Linked DNA regions of Columba livia: region 2 is linked to region 1. The links are chromatin contacts, called in public Hi-C maps. All regions are on one chromosome and are shown on one strand. Each heading gives the region's core, a stretch centred on a gene start, on an enhancer-like site or on the middle of the called end of the contact. The rest is flanking DNA. Distances are from core to core; before and after follow the strand shown.

Region 1 (2,700 bases), core at 196-2,695:
AGTTCAGACCCTTCAGGCAGCAGTTCCCAGAGCCACTGGTCCACATGAAGAACCCAGTCCAGTCCAGCCACTGTGTAAAATGTTCAAGTCTTCAGTAAATTTATGCTGATAAAAAAAAAATAAATTCCTACTTAAACTATTAACTGCAACAATGCTACTTCCTTTTATTTGGATACCCTGGAAACAACACAGGCCTTATTTTTGAGCAGATGTATGGCAGCCTTAGAACACTTAAAACCATTTAAGAGTTGAAAGTTTAAAAGTCTTGACTAGACAACTCTGATTTCTGGAATTCCCAGAGCAGAGCTGATTTTGTTTAGTGGATAATGTTCTTGCAGGCTTTTAGGCTTCTTTTGCAGAAACTGAATGTGCCAAGATACGCACCCAATTTAACCTCATTAGACCTGAAATCCAGGTCAAATCACAGAATCACTTCACAGCAGTAACACCACAAACCTTCAATAGATTATTCCTCTTCCAGCCCACCTCAGACCACTCCTTCAGATCTTAATCTTCAGTCACCCTAATTATCACCAAGTGTAAGTTTTACAAGAAAGTAAATCTGGCAAAAATAAAACTAAAAAAATACAAGTTGAAATGTGCTTGGATACAAAGAAAACAAATCGGAAACTACTTCAATGATTTTTTGAGGTCAAATCAGTTACAATGGATGATAATAGACAGGAAAAAAAGCTCTAGCTATATTCACAAATAGTTATTCCTGCTGCTAAAACTTGTGTGCTAAAAAACCACAGGGGCTATCAGCATCTCTCTGAAGAGACTAATTTAATAACTGAATTCATCCGTGCACTCTGCCTGCATAAACCAACGATGGATCCTGATGCAAGGTGTCTATGGACAATCTCACAACAAATAATTATACTATACATTCACATGCAAGTTGTGCCTATGTCACTATTTTTAAAGCTGAAGCAGTGAATATGGCTCTAACTCTGAATACTTATCTAGTTGCATTTATGTACCAGACTTAGTCTTCTTCAGCTGGAAAACAAAACTGTGTTTTAACACTAGTGTTAGGGTGGTACAGAGCTCCCTCACAGAAGTTTAAACAGCCTCAAGGAACAGAAAAGATGTCTTTCATACATAAAAAGATCACTGAAAGAGACACACTGAATAATACACATGAGCTCCACATGATTAATGAAAGTCTAATATTTTATAGCTTTATTTGAAGTTCAGTGAGATCAGCAGAAACATGTGATATGTTTTAAGTGCCAGCATTCTGCTATGTATTATTATGCTTTATTATAAACCAACAATAAACCACAGAAGTTGATCATAACTCTTCTGGGATCTCATCCCACAAATACAACAGGCAATTCCTACCTGAGCAGCTCACACTGGAGGGAAGCTCCATTAGCCTCACTAGATTAAGGATTTCTCTAATGGAACTGGCTGCTCTGTCTGGTCACCACTAAGCAGATAGAGAGAGAAACACATCCTGAGCCCACGCTGCTCTGGCACCCCACCTTCACAGCATATGTTCTTGAAGAGCAGGAAGCAGCAACTGCCTGGCAGTGAGAAAAAAATCCTCCTCCGCCAAATTTATCATTTAACACCCTCCCTCACTTCCCAAAACTGCATAAAACAAGTGTATTTAAATGTCTTTTTTTTTTCCCAGATTGCTCACTACTTCATATTCCTCTCCTTCCCAAGGAGAAATCCCACGATCCCTCCTTAGATTTACAGGGAGGGACAATTTTGGTCTCAAACATTTATCAGCATACTTGTTTCCTCTTGCACTGTTCCGTAAAAATCCCCTGGCATCCTTGTGCAACCTCTGCACATGTCAGCAAACTGTTCACAGCCTGAGAAACTTTTTTCCACTGAATTTTCTTTTCGCACCAATAAAAGCTCAAGAATTAAAAACTCTCAGGCCCTGACACTTCAAGCTCTACTAACAGACTGACTCTGCTACCCCATTTTCCCTGATGATACATACTGGGATGAAGAAACTGGCCCAAGAAAACCAGTTGCAGACCTCTCAGAGAGCAGTAACTGCAAACCAGGCCAGGGCACAGCACCGCTGGGAGATGAGTGGTTTTGCTCAGCAACAGAAAGCACACTGAAGCCAGGTCTGCAGCAGAAATGGGAGGCAAATTGGCAAGCAAACCACAAAATACTCTTCTCAAAGTCACCTCCCTTCTTCCACACCTGCTGACTCCACTTCAACAATCCTACTATGAAATTTTTATCAGATGTATTTCAGACAACCCTGCATGGCTTTCCCCTCCCTCCATGGACAAGGTCATAAGGTGCGCAAACAAGCAAAGATAAGAGCACCCAGAGCACTTGCTCACCCCAGCAATGGTCTTAGGGGTGAGGAGCTGTTGGAGCTGCTGGAGCTGGTGTCCTGCTTCCTGGCCAGCCTGGCAGGAACCTCCAGCTCCAGCACAGCGCAGGTACCTACCCGGGCACTGCGCCGGTCAGCGCCTCCTCCCCAGACCCCTTCCCTGGGAAGCAGGCACGGCTCCCAGCTGGCAGGTGAGCCCCCACGGCAAGGAGCGGGATTGGGCCACGAGAGAAGCGATGAGGCCCCAGCTGCAGAGAGGCATGGGGTGCAGGGTGACACCCATCTGGGTTTTGTCCTCAGCAAAAGCAGGTGATGCTGGTGGAGCAGAGCATGGGACCCTGCAGCCCTCTGCGACCGCCCACCCGTCCTCCTCCTGCACTAATCCG
Region 2 (2,700 bases), core at 18-2,517, 120 kb after region 1:
TGATAAAAATGCACCGTTCTGTGCAGACACGGGGATTAGTAATACCTACGTTCAGTTTAGTTTGGGTGGGGATTGATTTAAGAGAGAGTCATTGATCAAGTAGATCTGAAACAAGAGGATGAGTTTCTGTAGAGGGTTTGGCATTAACTAGGACTGAACTAATGAAACTTTGCACACAGACAGCACATGGACACGTAACTGGTGCCTGGGTGCAACACACACGCTTTGCAGAAAGTCTGGAAAAAACAACAACAAAACTTTTACAGCATGTGACTGCCGACTAAAAGCACGCACAGGAGTATGAGGGAACTCCTGACATACAGCTTGCTTGTATTTCTATGACTGCTGCTTGGTTTTTTGCTCAGAAAAGAGCTTAGCTGCCCTCCAGAGGATGACATAAGACTTGCTAAAATATAGAAATCTCTGCTCTCAGCACACTCCTGTGAGAAATATGTGTTTCAGAACGAGAAAATCATATAGGAACAAAAGTTGAATCTCTTTCTGGCAACAATACAAGTTTATCATTAAACAAAAATTGCCTTATTCAAATACGATCACAAAAATACTGTTGTAATACAGAGGTGAAAAGACTTGTGTTCTGCCAAGCTTACTACATTAAGTACATTTTTTCCTGTTATAATTTTTTAGGAACTGCAAAATGAGATTGATCCATGTCACCTTCCAAATCATCAGGTAGCTCTCTAAATGAGAATAGAGGGCTGAAACTGTTTATACACAGGCTTTTTTTTAGAATATTAATGAAAACGTTCAATAAACCTGTGTGACAGGTAAGGAATTTCTACATTGCAGAAACAGAAAGGAAATGCAGGTTAATTCTGAGTTTTCCAATGAACATGAATGGGGATCAGGAAACAGTAAAGAATTTTTTTGCTTTAACTGATTGTCTTATTTTTATGTTGAAAGCTTTGTATTACTGTTTCAGAGCAAACAAAAATCTGTCTCCATTAACAGCAATACGCCTTCAGGGTTAATATCTAGTATGATATGTATGAGTTGAAAAGTAATCTTCTGAGAGCTATTGGCACCTAAAGCGACAGATTTGCATTGCAGCATAATTTGAATCACTGAGTGTTGACAATTAATACCGATTCATTTATTGGTGTATTTAATCATATGCTTACTGGATAAGTAACTAAATAAAATGGTCTGGAAAAACCAACCAAACGTGGTTTTCGATGCAAGTAATCTAATCGCCAAAGTGTCATCAAAAACACAGGACACCAGCCAACTGCATAAAAACAATCAGAATGTCATTTAATAAAAGCAGCTAAAATAAAACACAATAAAAGTGTTACAATAATTATAATTTAAGTTTTTTTCTGAACTGATTTAGGTGTGATTCAGAATTAGAAGCTCAGAAGAGGATACAGTTAAGTGTCTGCAGGGAGTGACTCAGAGCACTTAGAAGCTGGGTCATACAAATACCTCTTATGGTTTCACTTAACCAATTTGTTCCTGCATGCATAGAGATCAGTCCACATCTATCAGCAGACACGAAGATTGGATTATTTCACTCCACTTTAAAGAAATACGCTTTGTGAATACACAGTTTGATCAAATGCCCTGTGATGACTCATAGTTTTGCAAAGAATAATGAAACCCTAGAAGCTACTTATCCACATACTTACATATTTCAACCATAAAACCTTAAAGTTACATGGGAACATCAATGATAAAGAGGTCTTCAAGACCTAGACAAAGGAGTCTTCATTATGTATTTTAAGAGGATAGTTTTGTCCATATGAGTGTAAACTAAACAAGCTACTGGAAAGCAGCTGAGAGTAAAAAAAATATGTTATTCCCAGGCCAACTGTCTCCAGATTTCAAAGAAGTATGCAAGTAAGTATCCCACACAAGTATGTGTTAAAGAAACTGTACTCTGTCTCGACTAGACTTTTAATTGTTAAAATGCCACCTTTTAATTCTTGTGTAGACAAGGTTTTCAGATTTCAGATATGGAAAGGACTTTGTTGTTAGTTTGTTCTGGTGAAGAAGTGATGCAAAGAGGACAAGGTGAGGTCTTTGTGGCTTTAGACTCATGTGAGGACAAAGACTCCAGCTGATTTGCAGGGCTTTTTTGTAGGACACACACTTTTGGCCTACAGATAATTTCCTTAATGACTAACTGCTTTACTTCACTTTGAAAATACATTTGAAATACTACTACTACTGCTACTACTACTACTACTACTAAAAATAAAAGCCTCTCCACATCTCCACTTCATTTGTGCCTTATGGTCCAAACAGCACATGTAATAAGAATATTTTAAAAAAAAATGTATTAATGCAGATGGACATGGGCATATTGCATTGGGAGACGTAGTTAAGTTTCAACTTGATAAGAGGGGAATGGAGTGATACATCCTCGATTCTCATCACTGCTAAGACAGATACATGTCAGTGAACATGACTCTGAAGGGCTAACCAAGTTCTGTATCTGCAACTACTTACATCAATAGCTGGGGGTCACAAGGCTTAAGAGTCTCATTAACTATATCACTATACAGTACAAAGTTTGCCTTGATGAAACAGTTATGATAAATACATGCATGCCACAATGAGAAAATCTGTCAGCAGACACTGATACCTCCAAACTGACAGCTGCATTAATAGGTGAGATGAGTGACAAAAATGCAGAGTATGGATCTGCTCTGTGCATGGACGTACTTTTTGTGTTCT

The links. Hi-C and Micro-C count contacts between places; a contact is called where the count stands out from the background.
Region 2: a Hi-C map of crop shows a contact between it and region 1, with 4 times the contacts expected there. The contact joins two enhancer-like sites. A contact is called at or near these places in 2 of 2 Hi-C or Micro-C datasets (crop and liver).

The regions. Positions count from the first base shown.
Region 1 is chr1:113,067,821-113,070,520 of bColLiv1.pat.W.v2, forward strand. The region is part of intron 2 of SHROOM2 (shroom family member 2); the gene reads right to left. Among named protein-coding and RNA genes, the nearest start is that of SHROOM2, 66 kb to the right of the region's middle. Within about 2 kb of position 1,446, at least 1 of the 3 cell types and tissues checked has an H3K27ac peak away from gene starts, as active enhancers do.
Region 2 is chr1:113,191,619-113,194,318 of bColLiv1.pat.W.v2, forward strand. The region is part of intron 10 of TBL1X (transducin beta like 1 X-linked); the gene reads right to left. Among named protein-coding and RNA genes, the nearest start is that of GPR143, 42 kb to the left of the region's middle. Within about 2 kb of position 1,268, at least 1 of the 3 cell types and tissues checked has an H3K27ac peak away from gene starts, as active enhancers do.